2 separate regions of the Columba livia genome follow, and region 1 is linked to region 2. The links are chromatin contacts, called in public Hi-C maps. All regions are on one chromosome and are shown on one strand. Each heading gives the region's core, a stretch centred on a gene start, on an enhancer-like site or on the middle of the called end of the contact. The rest is flanking DNA. Distances are from core to core; before and after follow the strand shown. Region 1 overlaps RERE (arginine-glutamic acid dipeptide repeats). Region 2 overlaps RERE (arginine-glutamic acid dipeptide repeats).

The links. A called contact is a pair of places that touch in the nucleus more often than the background predicts.
Region 1: a Hi-C map of liver shows a contact between it and region 2, with 6 times the contacts expected there. The contact joins two enhancer-like sites. A contact is called at or near these places in 2 of 2 Hi-C or Micro-C datasets (crop and liver).

Annotation. Positions count from the first base shown.
Region 1 is chr21:2,992,155-2,997,254 of bColLiv1.pat.W.v2, forward strand. The region is part of intron 1 of RERE (arginine-glutamic acid dipeptide repeats); the gene reads right to left. Among named protein-coding and RNA genes, the nearest start is that of RERE, 25 kb to the right of the region's middle. Within about 2 kb of position 2,602, at least 1 of the 3 cell types and tissues checked has an H3K27ac peak away from gene starts, as active enhancers do.
Region 2 is chr21:2,936,137-2,941,516 of bColLiv1.pat.W.v2, forward strand. RERE (arginine-glutamic acid dipeptide repeats) reads right to left here. Exons shown (of 22, transcript XM_065037951.1): 4 at 2,236-2,341; 5 at 746-842. Among named protein-coding and RNA genes, the nearest start is that of RERE, 81 kb to the right of the region's middle. Within about 2 kb of position 3,240, at least 1 of the 3 cell types and tissues checked has an H3K27ac peak away from gene starts, as active enhancers do.

The DNA.
Region 1 (5,100 bases), core at 1,352-3,851, 55 kb after region 2:
TATATACCAGGGTTAAGAATTGCAGTCAAGTGTGAGGCATGTACCTGCCTTGGCCATGCTACAGCCTGACATATTCAAGAAGCCTTTGGTCCTTTTGAAAAAGGTGTCTCTACACTTGGGAAGACTTGATAAAAAGATCAATTCAAAATGGTGCGGCTCTGAGTGCAACATGACTTCCCTACAATACAAGTTTTGCTGGGCTCGACTGATTTTGATTTGTTTTCCAAACAAATAAGGATTTCCTGATGCAGGAACATCTTTCGCGGAGTCTTCAACCACCTACACAGAACTGAAAGGAAGCAGCAGATTTTTGATCGCTCATATCAACTCATTAACAGTCAAAAAGGCCTTTCCAAGTCGTTTCATAACACTTCTCTTGCTGTAGATGAAGAGGTGAAAATAGCTAAGCATGGTTAACCCTGGCTTATCAAACACTCACCAAATAATAGATCCTGCTGTATATTTTAACATAAATCAGTTCTGTGCTACTTGTCAAAACAACCCACGTTTTCCTATCAGAATTTAACATAAAAATCACGCTGAGGGCTTAAAAAATCCCATTCATGCGACTGTATTCTGACTTTGGACTTCCCTCAAAATTCTCAAGTAAAAATACACTAGTCTCAACTACGTTCACCTTGGTTCTATATGTAATGCAGCTACTACAGAGACACACAAATTAAGTTGGTATTTATAGGAAGGCTAACCTGGCCCCATACTGGTTTTGTCTGACGCTGTTCCTTCAATGGCTTATCGGGAGGAGAATTAATGTAAAAGGTATTCCAGGTCTCCTATTTAGTTGTCTCGTGGCATAGAAAAACATAGAAATGCACAGAAAAGATGAAAATATATAGTCCCCAACAGAATTGGGCAACCAAACAATGTGAAGGCAACAAACTAATAAGGATATGTGAGAGTAATCTATGTAATTTCTCCAAAGTACTTGCAGAAAATTGTAACCCAGAGTATAATTCCCTCCTGTTGTACATTGTGCTCCAGATATTCCACCTTTGATGAAATCAGCTGCACACTAAGGCCTGAAACAAGCACACAAAGGGACAACTCCAGAAAACAAACATGCGAGAAAATATTGACATGTCCTACGTTACATCTACACCAAAAGCAAACATTCCTGGGTAACAGGAACACAGTTTCGGGCTACGTGAAGCAAGTTTCCAGTGTAACGCTAAACAAACAGCTTTAAAGCCTCTGCAGAGAAACATCAGAAACCTCTTTGAGCACAAAGGGTTCAAGAGGAATGGGTGACGGTTTTAATGCGGGGACACGGTGAAGCCGCAGAATGCCACCTAGTGTCAGTGTCCTCCGGGAAAGGCGACAGACCCGCCGAAACACTGCAAATAAACCACAAAGACCAGGTAGAGACTTGACTTTGCAATCGCCAATTAGAAGTTGGCATTTTTCCCCTCAAGTGCTGACAACAGCCCAACTGAAAGCATTAAGGAAAAACAAAATACAGCACATAATGCTCACATTTCAGCAACATCACAGAAGTTCTTTAATACATTTGATTCCCACTCCAGCTCATTATTTGATTCATTACTCACGATGTGAACTAAAAAACAACAAAAGCAGTGCGCAAAGTGCTCAAAAATCCCAAGGAGTACAGGCAGATCTTCCAACCTGCAACACACAGAACCTCGTTTGGCTCGTTGGTTTCAGAGCTTGGGTGGGGGTGTTTGGTTTGTTTGTGGGTTTGGCTTTTTTAAATAACCTTTAAAATGGTTCTCTGTTGATTAATCCATTTTCACCCTTCACTGAGTTTGATTCTTATTAGTTCAGACTGCAGAGAAGAGATTGATTTTTACTATAGTCAGGATCAACAGAAGTAACAGCTTTTCCAATTAAACAACTGCTCACCACGTTAAGTAGAAAAATATGTCCACAGCAATAATGTGCAAGTGTCCAAAGCGCTCTTCAACGCCAAGAAAAGCGAACAGACGCGCTTGTAATAACTTTAACCTTTACCTTGAGAAAGGAGGAAAACTCGGGGTAATGCAGACAGTTCAGCTCCTGTTAACTCCGCTGATAAGAAGCTGTAACACTGAGAAAGGCTCGAAATTACAGATAACTCATCTTCCAGCTCGGAATTACCGTCATTATACCACACAAATCACCACATTGAGCTTCAGCCTGTTAAAATAAAAATCACAACCAGAAATGGTCTAGCGGGCGGCTGCTGCTTCTCCCCTTCAATGAAGCTTTTATACCAAACAAATCTATACACTTCTTGCATTACAGCCATTCAGAGCTGCACTGTAAATCATAGCGTTTATTCCACAGCTTGCAGCTATTCCCACATTTAATAACTGACATGCGAGACAAGTTTTAATCGCCATCAGGCTGAAACAATTACTATCCTTGTATTCACTCAAGTCAAATGTAAAAATTATGAGTTTTGTATTACCTGATTGTATATTGAGGGGGAAAAGTTATTCCTTCCCTGAGGAAGAAGGCAAAGCATATTCAGTATAAAAGATGGGAGCCCGAACAGTCACACTCGCACACCCCAAGCACTTAAGAGAAGAACTGAAAGGAATCTGATACGGAAATCTACCGCCCGATGCTGCAGCTCAACACCAAACAGTGAAGAACTGTTCACAATTCGAAGGTTTACAGTCTCTAACCAGAAAGGACCATGAAAAATCACAGCAGGTCAAGACACTGCTGCTTTCTCTTTGAGTATATTGAGGCAAAAACGCAATATATTACCTCTTGTCCAAGAAAGGAGGAAAATGCCATCACTTTATCCTTTTATTTATGCTCTCTAAAGGCCTGAAAAGATACTTCAAACATCCAAATTATTTAAGCCAGCATGAAAACGACAGGTAGGACGTTCGAGCTCACGGTGTGAGAGAACCCCCCCCAGAGCTAAATAATTAAGACGCATCTTCCAGATTAACTCTCCGGGCCAAACCAATATTCATGCTTCCAATATACCAAGAGGCTGTGTGGTCGGTGGGAAAGCCAGAAGGAACACAGAGCGACTTTTATTGCTTTTCTTCAGCGAAACGTCATCTTGTGCTGTTGAAACAGGGGAGGAGAAAGCAGTGCTGGCGCCGAGTGCCCTCTGGAGTCGGCTCCTCGGTAGCGACAGCGAACACCAATTACTCCATCACTTAAAGAATTCACGCCACTACCCACGGGATCCTAAAAACAGGTTGTATTGTACACACAAGCTGATAGCAGACCCATTACATATCACTGAAAACAACAGCATTTCTCAGATATGGGGGATAAATGCATTCTTTTCTAAATTTACATACAGCATGTGTGTATGTGTGTAAGATTGGTGTGATTTAAGGAAAGTCATGTTGCACTCCGAGCTGTACAGTTCTGAATTTCTCTCTTTATCAAGTCTTCCAACTTGTTGCTTAAAGCAGGAACACACAAAAACCACACAAAAAACAGTCTGCGGGATTCAATGTCTTTTGGGTTAATCGTCCAAATTAATCAGACTCAAAACGATGACCGAGAATAGCGAACAAGTTGCACAAGGCAGCCAAAGCTCCCGAGCAAGAGGAAGGGGTTTCCCTCACCCCACCTTCATCCTCCAGTCCCAGCGCCACGTTTCCTATCACAGAAAAAGAATTCAACACAGAAGGTCATGCTCTTGAGCTTCACTCACGTCTCACACTGGAGAACTATCTTTTGGTCCGGAAAACCTATGATTATCCGTCTAATCTTTCTTGAAGACGATATTCATCCTTCATGTACAGGGATTCACAAGGACCTCCCGAGGACCCTGCTGCTGGGCACAGGCTGCCACTGTAAAAACTCTAAAGGAAGTTTGGAAGATAACCCAGAATCCTTACGGAACAGAATCTTCAGCAATAACCTGATGGAAATAAGTGCCAAACTATCTAAACACTGCTGGATCAATAGTATCATTTGCAAGACTGGGTTTTGAGCCCAAAAGCTGTCAAATCGCAGCGTTTAAGGTCTAAATCAGAGTCGTGTACAGCTGCCATGTCTACTAGGCTGCCTGCTCACAGCTTTGCACTCTGACACATACAAAGTTTGCAGTTTTATAACAGTTGTCAGTGCAAGAAGCAATTTGGAGTTTTAAAAATGTGACTTTGTATATGTTTATTTACCTTTGACCACGAAAACAAAAAAAAAATTGAGAATAGTGGGTAAAAGTAGCATCTATTTAAATACCAATGTAGAGCCTTTGACAGTTACACATTTTACTCCATCTCAATCCACATTTCTTTCACCAAAGGATCAATAGTCTGGCCGCTGTTTTAGCACAACCTATTCTATCTGTAGAAGCACGACTGTTCCCATCCTGAAAACAAACAAACTGTTGTGCATATAAAAACACATGACCTGCAATTCAACCGATAGATAAGTAATCTCCATAGCCTTCCTGTCTTTTGCTAAAGAGCATTTCCTCAGACCCCATTTCCCTTTCACTCGCCCAAAATAGCAAGATTAAGGTAAGCCATTTACAGCTAGCTAAACTAAAACTTCTCACGTGTTATTTTTAAACTAGCTACCCTGAATTTTAAAACACATTCAGAAATTATGCCATGGATGCCACACCAGAAGGCTGTGCTGCCACCCAGAGACCTGGACAGGCTGGAGAGCTGGGCAGGGAAAGACTTAATGAAATATAACAAGGGCAAGTGTAGAGTCTTGCATCTGGGCAGGAACAACCCCAGGTTCCAGGATAAGTTGGGGAATGACCTATTAGAGAGCAGTGTAGGGGAAAGGGACCTGGGGGTCCTGGGGACAGCAGGGTGACCATGAGCCAGCACTGGGCCCTTGTGGCCAGGAAGCCAATGGTACCTGGGGTGGGTTAGAAGGGGGTGGTCAGTAGGTCAGAGAGGTTCTCCTGCCCCTCTGCTCTGCCCTGGGGAGACCACACCTGGAATCTTGTGTCCAGCTGTGGCCCCTCAGTTCCAGCAGGACAGGGAACTGCTGGAGAGAGTCCAGCGCAGCCACCAAGATGCTGAAGGGAGTGGAGCATCTCCCGTGTGAGGAAAGGCTGAGGGAGCTGGGGCTCTGGAGCTGGACAAGAGGACACTGAGGGGGGACTCATTAATGCTTACAGATATCTAAAGGCTGAGTGTCAGG
Region 2 (5,380 bases), core at 1,990-4,489:
AAGACCTCTTCCCTCCCTTGCAACAGTTTGTCTTGAAGTAAGTGGCTTCAGCAAAGTGGCTCTGAACAAAAAAATGTCTCCAGATGGTTCTAGTGGAACACCATCTGAGCATTATTATCAGGGAGATTATTCAATTTGCATTTTGACAATATCCATGCGTGTTTGGCACGTTGAAAATCCCCCGAAGAGTAATGCCTCGCTGTTTCTATTTGAAAACGTTTGCGAGGAACAGTGCGGCCCCTCAGCCCAGCCCAAACTCAGCGGTACAGAGAGCAGCACCCTCCAGGGAAGGGCACACAGAACAGAGGGCACCACAGACGGGTCCATCACCTCCTGTCTGCACAGCCAGCTTTTAATGGAGCTCTGAGCTGAGCTGCAACAATGACAAGTGCCTCAGAGCAAAAGCCTTTAGCGCAGTTTAATCAGGGCAGTGCACTAACCCTGGCTTTGCTGGGAGACGCTATTGTTAACAGTGAGATCAAACACGGAGGAGGGAAGGGTAGGATATTTCTGAGGGAACCAGCAATAGCCTGAGTTGGAAAGGATGGGAAACAACACTGATTAACTGAGATTAAAACGATATTGTAGAATTACAGCTTCTTTTTGAATGAGAACAGATAACACGAGTTAATTACTGCAGGAGATGAGGAGAAAGCCGAGCAGTATGCTCACGATGCCCATAGAAAACCAGAAAAAGGCTTTTCTCATCCTTGTCCCAGCCCCGTCCCCACGTCCCCACGCTCACCTGAGGGCGGCGGCGTGGTACGTGTCAACGTAATCCGAAATGAAGAGCTCGCGGTTCTTGATGACCGGGTCCGTAATCACCAGCTCTCGCCCCGAGTCTGCCGGGATGCAAAGCACAGGAAGGGACCGCGGCGTCAGCTGGCGCTGGCAGCCCCGCCACAGCACAGGGGGCGCACAGCCCAAAGGCTGAGCACCCTTCTTAGATACACACTCAGCATCAAGATGACAAACATTCAGATCGTTTACACGGTCTGCACGTACAGAAATAACATCATACCCCTATTTACACGTGAATTTGGAAACAAACTTTAGGGGTAAGTGGACACATCTTACCTACCGACCACCAGAAGTGGTCTCTGCTATGTGAAGCAATGTTGCTAGTTAATTTATCACTGACTTTTGCGTTCCGGGCTAAAGTTTTGGTTGTTTCACACATTTAATCGCAAATCTTCAGTAAAATCTTGACAGTGCTAACTGCTTAGTGCTCTGGCTTTGACATAAATATGGATATTCATGTTCAAACTCAGAAAATTCTCAGTGTTAAGAAAAAACTGGAAGACAACCTTTCCCATGACTTCGTTATAATACCTTTGAATGGCGCACAAGAACATTTCTCCACGTGCACAAGTGTGTGACGTAAAAAGCTGTGAGGTTATTAAAATGTTCACTTCTTGGACACTCCATATAATCCCATTATTAGAAGTTTCAAATAACTTAGTAAGAAATGTTACACGCACACAATGTCGGTAACACCTGCAAAAAGGAGGATGTCTGCTCAACCTGGTACTGTCACGCACCAAAAAGTTGCTGTGTTCCATATTTGAAGCATTAACTTTTCTCATCACAATTCACCTTGGAGTATCTTCAGAATTTTAACAGTTGCCTCAAGGAAATTTCCTGGTTAGAATAGAAGCAAATGTTCTGTCTCCCCTAGAGGTAAGAGATAAATGACACTGGAATATGTACTAAAGTTTCTTGCGTTTCTGTTAAACCCCAGATCGCACTTGGGTTTTGCAAGGAGAAAAGGGGGGGACTCGGCTACAAATCCCTCAGTTACATCACTTACCGCAATGTTAATTACATTGAATATTCATGCACGCAGGGTAGTATGAATGTAAAAATGTAGTTCTCCTGACACTACGGCAGAATCACCAAAAATAGAAGAGACTGACAATTTCTTCAGCCAGTTTGGTATTAGCAGACCGTCCAGAAGGCCTAAAAGGGATCCAATGCTAGTTTTCTTTTCTGCTCTCTTAAGGCATTAATATAATATAACACGGTATTTAAACCAGACCTGGAACACATCCAATTATAGCTCTGGTTACAGGACATACACTCATTAGAACGTACAAGGCAGGTAAGCAACACTATCATCTGTCTTCAGCAACAGCTTTGTATCCCTATACAGAAGTGTTCTTGCTTCTTGGGCTGTTGAAACATAAAATTCAGAGTACAAGTAAAGCAGGCCGTACTCCGCAGAGCCTGACTTACCGTTCTCGTTGTGTCTGTCCTGAACCAGATGCTGATAGACTGAATCCGGGACTTCAGACTGGCGATAGTACCATTTGACGTTCATCAGGAGGTGGTCCCGTTTGCTCTGAAAAAGAAGGTCTAAAGGCATTACTAAAAAGGAAATCGGACCACATCTGACACATTGTACGGTATACAATTTGTCTGCACGCTGAAGGAAACCTGCAGCAAAACCCGAAAGGGAGGAAGACACTTGTATGGCAAAGAAACGAGGGCAATGTGCTAATGGCTGACTTTCAAATTAGACAAAAGCAACGAGAACCTGCATCAACATGCAGTTGTACCTCTGGGTATCTGAACAGAAAATACAAGTCACTTAAAACTACACCCAAGAAGAGACAGGGATTAGAAGAAGCCTGCAATCCTTGGCCTCACGCAGCCCCGTCTTAGTCTGCCAGTTTCTACAAAACAGTATTTATGGCCAAACACAGAAGAGAATACCAATGGCAACATAATTCAATGCAACCATTCTGAAAGAAAACAGATTTCCCCCCCGCCCCGCAAGGATGGATGGATTCATATATAATCATAGATGTTCTTTATGAGACTCCTCTACACAAAAGCACAGGATGCTGCACTTCAATCCAATAATTACCGGCTCTGACTGCTCACGTACCTCACAGAGCCAACAGCACAATTTACACTGAAGTACCTTCCTCAAGCGCTCCTTTTGCACTGGAGAACCAACTACCACTTTGTTCCTTCTCGGAAGGAAACGAGCATAAACACCACTTGAAAAGAGAATTCCCAGATCAAGTTATTACAGACTGTCTGCTTCAGTTTATCTTTGAAAGCCTGGGTAGTCGATTCCTCCAAATCCTGCTTCAAAACACTTGAAGCAACAGAGGAAAGCCTGAAGGGAAACCAACATTCTTTCGGAATGAGGCAACTGCAAGTGCCCTTTGTTTTTCCCGGCCTACACTTCTCTAGACCCTCCTATGACTGCCCGTGAAACATTTACATTTCAAAGTTAAATCGTAGGTTACTGGACCAGAAAATGTTATTGTCTCTTGGGTTCACATCAGCTCTGTTGTTACAGCAATTTCCACCCTTTCTGCTTAATAAACGCCAAAATATTTCCATTAAATTCTTGAAGCCTTTGATGGAAAACACATGTAATACCACAAAAAAGCTGCTAGTGGCAGCATTGTGCCAGAAAAAAGGTTGTGAACAGCACATGTCCTCAGTGTGAAACACCCCAAAAAACAGCCGGGAGCATCCCAAGAATACATGTGAAACCTACTTTTTAATAATACATTTGCAAAGACAACGAGCTTGTCTAACGCATGAAAATAAGAAAGGACAGCGACTAAGAGGCAACACCGATTTCTGCTTTTTCATCGCAAACACCCCAGTTTCCTAAAGCACTTACGACGTTTTACAGTATTTCAATCACCTCATCACACAAAAATCACGTACTTTAGGAAAGCAGAACATCTACACACAGCCTGGAGCTTCTTGCTGGTTCGAGCACATCAATTTGACCCGAAAATACTCATTGCCCATTTTGAAACCTTGCTCTCAGGCTCCCGGGACGTCCAGGTTGTTCCCTTTGCTGTGTTTTATTCCAGAGGTTCCCTGCGCATGTGGAAGAACAACGACATTTCCTGCCCTGAATCAAGTTCGCAATAGGAACACAGGGGGCACGGGACTGGATCACGGGGGCACGGGACCGGATCACGGGGGGCACGGGACCGGATCACGGGGGAGTTTCCAGGGCAATGACGAATTGGAGAAGAAATGACGGGGGTTTTCATAACAAAGCAAAGTGGCTTTTCTTTCATTATACTTCAGAAATAAAAATAACATATTGTTAAAAACTACAGAGGAAAAAGGTGAAGTTAGAATTAGAGCTCAAACCGATGATAAAAACAATCAATCCCAACGGTGTGTGCATAAGCATAGATTTGAAGCCATGGCGTACACTAACGTCCTATGCTTTTAACTTCTAAAACCTACATTTTATGAAAATGAATTCTAAATGACAGGAAAAGCCAAACACGGCCAACATACATATCTTTGATCTCCTTCCTAAACACCCCCTTCTACCATGATTGCTGCTTTTTGTCCAATTAATTTAAAAGCTTCATCTTGAAAAGGCACATTCCATATCTGCTCTCCAACACGCGCAACCCTGTTGGGTTTAACCTGAAGTCTCCACCTCCCTAAAAATATCAAGCGTCTGTCACATTTATATCCTGCACCACACAAGAAAATTCCTAGACATGCTATTTTGTCAGCCAACTTTTAACTCTGTGTGTCATTCCCATTGCAGAACGTACCCACAGGCGCCATGGGTTTAGAACCACGTGCACACAGAAGTGTCCCCTAGTTCAGAAAACATTACTTTAGTATTATTTTGCACCGTTCCGTATGAAAGCTGCAGACGGCCACGTGCCAAATCCAGACTTGCACAAATCACAGGAATTGCAAGTGCTTTAAAGTGTCTTTGTCAGCTCAAAAATATTCCCTGTGCTGCAAAACTCCAATTCTTCCCTTAAATGACAATACTGCCTATTGCTGCGATGCTCGCCAAGTAATCATTTGGGCTTCTGCTGTTGCTGCTGTTTGGGTTTTTGTTCCTTTTTCCATGAATCTGCTTTGGACATTCAATGAGAATTAGATAAAATCCATAAATGGATTAAAGCATCCCGGTTCGCAAACATCTGCTCAACCGCTACTTAAAAATGAGCTTCGCCATTAAAAGGGGAAAAAATAACCCCACAGGTTCTCTTTACAAGTATGAACATAGTGAATTCCACAGCATTTGGGACAACTGCAAGGTGCCAATTTGATTTTTCAACACACTCAAACAGTTACCGCACGTTACAATTCACATCTTAAGAGATGCCACATTCTCTTCCCAGGGCTCTGACCAACCAAACGGTGCAAACGATCACAGATGTCCTGCAGATTCTCCCCGAGGGATTTAAGCCATATCCTTCATGACTTGCCCTATTTAGATACCACGTGAAATCACAACGAGCTTTGGAAACAATCTACCAAATGCTGGAGATGACAGATGGGCACGCAGACTCGGTGAATAGGAGCTATTGCAAAGAAACAGCAAAAGACAACAAGGAAAAGAACACCTTTCCTTTATTTC